Regions from separate parts of the Macaca mulatta genome. Here region 1 is linked to region 2. The links are chromatin contacts, called in public Hi-C maps. All regions are on one chromosome and are shown on one strand. The core of a region is the stretch at or near the end of the contact, and the rest is flanking DNA. Distances in the headings are between cores, read along the strand shown. Region 1 holds the start of ZNF432 (zinc finger protein 432). Region 2 holds the start of ZNF615 (zinc finger protein 615).

Region 1 (4,455 bases), core at 477-2,976, 45 kb after region 2:
CAATGAAGGCCAAATGCCTTTCTTCGGTGAAGTGTGGAAGTAACATGAAGAGGAAAGGGGAGGTCACAAAGGCCACACAGCATCATGCCTAAGCAGTAGGTAATTCTCGTATCAGCTTTTTAAATAATGCCATATGGACGGTGAGAAACTGTACATTTTTTCCTTTATACAATGTTACCCTCACACCTCTTTAAAAGTCTTTATATATATTTAAAAGTGTTTATATATGGCCCGGCATGATGGCTCACATCTGTAATCCCAGCACTTTGGGAGGCTGAGGTGGGCGGATCACCTGAGGTCAGGAGTTCAAGACCAGCCTGGTCAACATGGCGAAACACTGTCTCTACTAAAAATACAAAAAATTAGCCGGGTGTGATGGCGGGCACCTGTAATCCCAGCTACTCGGAGACTGAGGCAGGAGAATGGCTTGAACTTAGGAGGCGAAGGTTGCAGTGAGCCCAGCCATTGCACTCAAGCCTGGGCGAAAAGAGCAGGACTCCATCTCAAAAAAAAAAAGTGTTTATACACACACTTCAATATGAAGAACAAGAAACACATCAAAAAAAAAGAGGGAGACAGAGAGAAGGAATACGAGGTATAAGTACAAATTTAGAAAACAATTCAAAAATATAAATACTGGGAAAATAGCCGCCTTTATATACGAACATACAAAACCTGAAACACCCATAAAAAATATGCAGTACATTTGCAAGAGGAAGGATAAAAATAGGCTCTTATTAATTTGTGCAGCAGTAATAAAAAAAATACTGTAAATAGAAAGCTTATTCATCCGCACCCTCTCTGCCCCCCCAACAAAACTTTCATTTTCTGCAGGTTCAAGAGCATGGGTTGTCGTGGAAAGCCAGAGGATTAGAAAACTCATCGTGCAGGAGGTACTCGGACCTGAAACTTTTAGGAAATGTTAACGTTCATCAAGTCTGTTCCAGCAGCCAAAGTTTGAGCTCAACACACACACACAGACCCTGCCAGGGCTCTTGTGAAAATACTTCAGTTTTCACTTGTCTCTACACAAAAGGCCACCACCCCGCCAGATTAATACGAAAACCTGGAGTAGATACACATGTACACTGGCTTCCCTTAATGATTCCTCGATCACTGAACCTCAGATTAATCCAGAATGTGAAACAGAAGTCACATTAGTTGAAAAAGCCACCCCACCGATTCTCAATCACTGAGCCCCACAGGGGAGTGACCCGCGAGGACCACAATCCCTGATCTCAGGACTCTTGGTCGTAGATCTACTCAGGCCTTTAATCACTGACCACCAGAGCCTCCATGAGGGACCCCCAAAGATATCCCATCACAGACACCCACCAGGGACTCCTACCAGCTCCCCTCCAAAAGAAAACACCCGCCCCCGCCTCCCCCACACTGCCGCGCTACCTACACCTTACAGCGCCGCCAACAACGCAGACGCCCTCAGAATGCTCCCTCCCACCGCGTTTCCACGTCCTGACCCACACACTGACCTTACTCTCCCTGGAATCGCTGCGACTTCTTAAAGACTGAACTTACTTCCCTAAAGTTCTTCCACTTCTGGGCCCCTCGCCCAGCTCCCTCCCCACTAAACCTCAAGGGACGGTCACCCGCGTTTCCATGGAGAGCGGAATGCGGCCTTCCGGCTTTTCCTCAGAAGAAGCATCCGCGCCGGAGTCGCCTCGCCGCTCTGGGGGCGGCCATCTTTGAGTACGTGACGTACAGACGGCACAGGAGCCGCGAGACGCTGTGGACAGAGGCCTCTTAAAACTGTCCGATTTCCAGGCACGTCAGCCGTGGCAGAAAAATGGAGAGATTATCAGAGGCTTGAGTTCACACAGACAGATATGGCGTGTGGGTAAAGTCCTCTGAACAGACAGGGAACAGAATAAGTTGATCTTCTCCTTGCAGGGGCTAGTGAACGGCGCAAACTTCTCAAAGGCCGGAACCCATTATTACCACAAAGGCGCGGCATCAGTTCTTAACGGTCTTGATGGCTGTGGCGTCTCAACTCAATGGAAAATTAAAGTCACCTCTGGGCACCTCAATCACTATTCTAAATGCGAAGCGTTTTAGAGGCCGTATAAAAACTGAATCAAGCGGGATTAGAACAAAAAATAAGCGAGCGGTGCGTTGCAGGTAACCGCGCCGTCAGGCGGGAGTACTGTGGGGGCGGCCATCTTAGGGGAAGTTCGGTGTCCGTAGGGCAGAACGAATGCTCTCTGGGAAGCTTGCGGTGGAACTGGCCCGTGGAATTGTCTTTAGAAGAACAAAACCACCTGGCTTTGTTCTTGACTCTGGAAATGGATCGTTTTCTAGAATTATTTAGGTTGGCAGATTAATTTCCTTCACACAGTTTCCTTGCCCCCACTCCTTTAAAGATAGGAATCTTTAAAGCCAACAATAGTATTGTCAAATCCCTTTCATGTTTGAAACCTCTGACTATCGCATCTCTCCGGTTTCTCCTATTATTAAGTGCTTGGGCAATCCAGAATAATCTCCCAATGCTGAAGGCAGCTGATTAATAATTACAGTGCAGAGTCCTTTTTGCCATGTAACATAATATAACCATGGGAATTATTCTGGAGTTGGAGATCTGCCTATGATATGACACTAATGAATATTTTGCAATGAAAAAATACTATTTTTTAAAATTGTCCATATATCTACAGAATTATTACCACAAGTTATGCCTTGTGACGTTTTTTTAGAAGACGCAAGGATGAAAATGTCAACATTTTCAATTGTGTGTTTTCTTTTTAATAATAAAGCATGTGTTCTAATTTACAAAAACCACAATAAAGGTATTTTCATCATGTCAGTCTTGAGGCTGAACAACACTTAACATTCTTTTTCCTTTTACCTGTCTGCCTTCTCCCTTCCCCTACACTCTCTATACCCCACACTCCAGGCTTTGTTCCATCATCTTATGCCTATGGCCCCTTTCCCCTGTACACTCTTACTACTTCCATCTGTCACACAGACACACACTGTCACTCCTCTAAACACTCTAGTGTTAAACAATTGCCACTGATTGTTTTTGACAAGTGCCCTATGGGTAGGAGTGTTCACATAGATAAAGCTGAGTCAAGTCAAATAGAGAAATACTATGAGAATAGACCTATTCAGGCTGCAACACATTTAGTAGTGAAAATTCTGTGGGGATGGAGGCTTTTGGGTGTTTCAGAGCCATTTCTGCCATTTTCAGAGCCATTTCTACCCCCTTAAGTGCAGATAATCTGCTAGGGTGCAGATATTCACTGTTACTGTTGTTAAAAGGTGGTTGCTTTTCAAGGCTACCTTGGAGCAGAGGATATGGGGATAGGATTAGGGCAAGGTAAATACCACAAGGTAAAGCTCACTTGTGGCCGGTGTTGTGAACTTAATTGGCCACTCTAGAAAAGGAACTAACTGGCCCCTAGCCAGGGCCTAAAAACTAGATCTAGATAGCACAAAAAAGTTACATTAAACTTCCTCTAGTGTCCAATCTATCAGATTCCGATCCTGAAGGACTAACTCAGTCTCTCTTCTACTTCATCTCCTTTCTCTCATCTTATAAAAGATATTCTTTGGGAAAACTCTGTTTATTTCACATATAACTCAGCTTTAGCTGGGTCTGGTTCTCTCTTCGAAGATCTTGCCTTTACCACATAACTTCTGCAGCCTCGAAATGCTGAAGATTTCCCAGAAATTTGTTCTAATTCCTAGGGGTTTAACCTACCAGTATCTCCTCTGTATTCATCTTGGCCTTCTCCATAAAATTAGATTTTGCCTAATGTAAGTACAGATATAAAGCTCAAATCCCCTCAGATATTTCCAAAAGAATTTACTTTTACAGAAAAACCTCAGTGACACATGTGGCCTTTTTTGAAGATACTGTAAGAGTGACAGGAACAGAGATAACAGGGCACTCAAGAGCAAAAAACTTCAGAACCTCTCATAATAATTACTTTTTCTATCGCTTCTCGGCCTTTTGGCTAAGATCAAGTGTAATAATTACTTTTTCTCCACATCCCCTCTAGGATGCCTCACCTGTGAGTCTTTTCATATCTTCCTCCTCTACCTATGCAGTGCCCCACCTGCTGGTCTTGTGCTGATCTCTCTCATGGCCCTACCTGCCCCAACAACTTACATTCTTCTCCATTTTAATACAGATCAATTAATTCTTCCAAGAATGTACCCTAAACACTTATATTTATTGTGATTTAGAGAGTATTAAATCCCCTTTTTAAAAAGGTTAGGAATTGCCGGGCGTGGTGGCTCACGCTTGTAATTACGAGGTCAGGAGATTGAGACCATCCTAGCTAACATGGTGAAACCCCGTCTCTACTAAAAATACAAAAAAAAAAAAAAATTAGCCGGGTGTGGTGGCCGGCGCCTGTAGTCCCAGCTACTCAGGAGGCTGAGGCAGGAGAATGGCATGAATCCGGGAGGGGGAGCTTGCAGTAAGCCGAGATC
Region 2 (4,328 bases), core at 1,081-3,580:
AATATAAGTTTATGGCTTTAAATGTTTTCATTAACAGAAAAAAGAGAGAAACAAGGCGGGAGAAAGGGAGAGAAAAAATGAATATATGTACAAATTTTACAAAAGACAAAACCATAAATAATCCTCAGAAATAACCGTGGAGAAAAGATGTTTAACTCCTCTTTTGGCCAACAAGGAAAGAGACACAAGTTATGCCAATCACACAATGAGCAAGAAGCAGAATCAGGACTGAAAATTCAGGTTTGTTTCACTTCAAAATCCACTTTTACTCCACTTTATACCTAACCAAAATTATCTGTAAATCAGATGCTTCCTTATTAAGTAAATAAAGAAAGCAATTAAAAGACTATTAGTGGCCAGGCATGGTGGCTCACGCCTGTAATCCCAGCATTTCGGGAGGCCGAGGCGGGCGGATCACAAGGTCAGGAGATCAAGACCATCCTGGCTAACACAGTGAAACTCTGTCTCTACTAAAATTACAAAAAAATTGGCCGGGCATGGTGGCGGGTGCCTGTAGTCCTAGCTACTTGGGAGGCTGAGGCAGGAGAATGGCATGAACCCAGGAGGCAGAGCTTGCAGTGAGCCGAGACAGCACCACTGCACTTCAGACTGGGCGACACAGTGAGACTCTATCTCAAAAGAAAAAAAAAAAAAAGGCTATTAGTAGAATAATTCTAATTGATCATATACAGAATTATTTAGAGGAATGGTACTTATGTCTGTAACTTACTTTGAAATATACCAAAATCAACAACAAATAAGGAATGATTCACAAACAGAGGAATGGATGAATACTTAGAAAACCAGTAGAGCGGATCTAATACAATGTTAATGGTAAAAGCTAGGTGGTAGACATACTGATAGTAACCTCAAACTTCTTTCAATATTTCCATAGGTTCAAAAATTTTCACATAAAAATATGTTAGGCAGAGAGAAAAATACTGTAATACTAAGAATTAAGTAAGATGACCAATTATAAAGTAAATATTTAAAATTAATTTATCTTTTGTTATAAATTATAAGGAAAGGGGAGTCAGAAAGCAATACACTGCAATAAAAGTAATAGTCTAGATTGAAGATTAAAGGCAGGAAAAACAAAATTCGTGGATAAATGGATAACCATAAAACGTTCCTAAAAATGATACCTAAACATTTTAAAACATTTCACTTCTATCCAATCGTATGCATAAACTTAATGTGAATGCACTTATAGTACCACCGGCTCAAACAGTAAAAACAACTTGTAAATGTTTATTACATAACATAAAGCGAAAAAGAAAATAGTACCATTTATGTAATTTATCTGAATTATGAATATTAAGCACATAACATACACGTCTAAAACTGAAATATTCTAAAAATTTGACAAAGGTTGTCTTTGAGTAACCGAGCTTACCATGGCAGAGATGTTATATTACTTGTGTCAGAAAGAACCTGAAAAGAAATATCCAAGAGGAAGACACTGGTAACTTGCAGGACAAAGGGTAGAAGCCGCATCTTAAATATAAAACATACTACTTTTCGGTATGCTAGATGATTGATCTCGCCAAAAACTTCCATTTCCGAGGATTCATCACCAAGGGGTGATGGAGGGTGCCAAAGGGGATTTAAAAACCAGTCGTGGAGAAGGGTCTTTGGCAGAACGGGAATGCTAACGAGCATCAACTCTGTTCCAGCAGCCAGGACTGGGGCTCAACCCACCACCTGCCATGGATCCCAGGCCTCCAGAGTTGCAGCCCACATCGGAATCTGTAGCGCTACCACCACCGTCACTCGGATTAATTCCAAAACCTGGATCAGAAACTTCCATACCTTAACCCCCAAGACAGTTCCTCAATCATTTAGTCCCAAACAAACCTGAACCAGAAACCGATTCGCTGAGAAAACAAACCCTGCAGTTCGCAATCACTGAGCCCCGCCAAAGGACAACAGCAAAGACAACAGAATGTGACTTGGGCACTCAGTAGCTGATCTCTAGAGATCTTTAACCACAAACCACACGAGGACCCTGTGACTGGTCCCAGAGGCACCCGGATCTCTCTCTCTCTCACACACACACACACACACACACCCTATCACGGACTCCTTATAGTTCCCCTGCGATAGGAATCGCACCCACGCTAAGCTCCTGAAAGAATTCCACTGGCGTCGCCAAACGCTGGCGCCGACAGACACCGGTCCATCACCACTGTCAACGAACACGCCCGGCCACGGACAGAATTTCCTCCCCCCGTCACCACAGCGACCGCCCAGTGACTGAACTTACTTCCCAGAACTTGGTCGGCTCTGGCCTCATCTCTCGGCCTCCTCACTGCCTACCGAAGGTAGGAGGCGTTCCCAGCGTTTGCGCAGATGCAACATGGCCGCGCCCTCGTCGCCGTGGCGGCCGCCATCTTTGAGTATCTGACGTACACAAGGCAAAGGGGCCGTTTTGGCGCTGGTGACCGGAGGTGACCGGGAAGATGAAAGGGCACTGAAACTGTTCCATATCCTGGCACCTCAACCCTTCATAAATACGGGTCCATATACAGAACCTCCAGTTTACACAAGACAAAAATGGCGTGGAGGTAAATCCCTTTCACCAGCTGACTAGAAGGCTAAGATGGCCGCGACGTTTACATTTTGTACAAAGGTTAGGAAACAGTTCCTTGTGAGGGAAAAGGAGAACCGACCAAGAAGGGACGCGTCCGCCCTTTGGCCGGATTTCTAGCAGAAAGTGGCCTGAAGCGCCTTTTGAACGCAGAAGAGGGCTGCTAGCTACGCTGACGGAACAGGGGTAGCAGTCACAGACTAGGTAATGAAAACGGTTGGAACGTGCCAAATTTATGTTGGGTGAAAGGCATGGGGAAAAGCCAGTAAAAGCCAGAAAGTATAGTTCCCAAGGCGGAGGGGAGAGCCTGGGACCCAGGTGGAGCCAAATATGAGGGCAGGACTCAGGAGAAGTGGCCAGAAATTAAGGGAACAGGACCACTTCAGGGAGAAAGAAAGGTTGGATAAGAGGCCGGGCACGGTGGCTCACGTCTGTAATCCCAGCACTTTGGGAGGCCAAGGTGGGCTGATCACCCGAGGTCGGGAGTTCGAGACGAGCCTGACCAACATGGAGAAACCCTGTCTACTAAAAGTACAAACTTAGCCAGGCATGGTGGTGCATGCATGTAATCCCAGCTACTCGGGAGGCTGAGGCAGGAGAATCGCTTGAACCCAGGAGGCGGAGGTTGCTGTGGGCCGAGATGACGTCCTTGCACTCCAGCCTGGGCAACAGGAGGGAAACTCCTTCTGGGGGGGGGGGGGGGGGGGGGCGGAGGGAAGGAAAAAAGAAAAGAAAGGTTAAGAAAGAGATCATATTATACTACGTGTGCCAACTGCGAATAGTATCCGCAAAGTCATGGTAATGCTGAACTGTAAATATAAATCCAACCAAACCTCGTGTATTAGAAGAATAAGGGAAAGGAAATGCCTGTGTGAATTTGTGTGTGTGATACAGATACCAGTATATGAATATACAGAGAAATTATCAAACTAAAGTCCATGTTCCATTTCCTATTCTCACCTTCTTCTCATCGTCGGTATATGAGATATATATTTTTTTTTTTTTCTTTTTTCTTTTTGGTCTCTCTTTTGAGGCAAGGTCCACTCTGTTGCCCAGTCTAGAGTGCCTGGGGAGATCACAACTCACTGTAACTTGGAACTCCTAGGCTCCTGAGTAGCTGGGACTGCAGGTGGGCGCCACCACACCTGGCTAATTTTTAAATTTTCTGTAGAGACGGGGGTCTCACTGTGTTGCCCAGCTGGTCTTGAACTGGCATCAAGCAGTCTTCCCACTTCATCCTCCAAAAGTGCTGGGATTACAGGTGTGAGCCACTTCACCCTTCACATGACCTATAAAGAGATCTGAAAAGAAATAAGAAAAAAGATGGGCGCGGTGGCTTGCGCCTGTAATCCTAACACTTTTGGGAGGCCTAAGCGGGAGGATTGCCACATGGCGAAACCCCATATCTACTAAAAAAAAAAAAAAAAAAAAAAATTAGCTGGGCGTGGTGTCCCAGGCCTGTAGTCCCATTTAGGAAGGCTGAGGCCCGAGAATCGCTTGAACCGGGAGGCGGAGGTTGCACGAGAATCGCTTGAACCCCCGAGGCAGAGGTTGCAGTGAGCCAAGATAACTGCCACTGCACTCCAGCCTGAGAGAACGAGACTCTTGTCTCAAAAAAATAAAAATAAGGAAAAGATGATCAACTTAAAAGCTCCCTAAAATTTCCTATAAATAGCTGAAGGAAATAAACAGGACACATTTTTTTAGTGTAAATGATCCTAAAGAATTTTTAAAATAC

What was found. Hi-C and Micro-C count contacts between places; a contact is called where the count stands out from the background.
Region 1: a Hi-C map of cortical neurons shows a contact between it and region 2, with 4 times the contacts expected there. The contact joins the promoter of ZNF432 here to the promoter of ZNF615 in region 2. A contact is called at or near these places in 2 of 14 Hi-C or Micro-C datasets (cortical neurons and liver).

The regions. Positions count from the first base shown.
Region 1 is chr19:64,252,470-64,256,924 of T2T-MMU8v2.0, forward strand. It overlaps ZNF432 (zinc finger protein 432), which reads right to left and starts at 1,727. Exons shown (of 5, transcript XM_077981466.1): 1 at 1,487-1,727. It overlaps LOC106994835 (a long non-coding RNA gene), which reads left to right and starts at 1,700. Exons shown (of 3, transcript XR_003725023.2): 1 at 1,700-2,136.
Region 2 is chr19:64,206,585-64,210,912 of T2T-MMU8v2.0, forward strand. It overlaps ZNF615 (zinc finger protein 615), which reads right to left and starts at 2,331. Exons shown (of 5, transcript XM_077981312.1): 1 at 1,858-2,331; 2 at 1,397-1,434. The coding sequence starts at 1,399.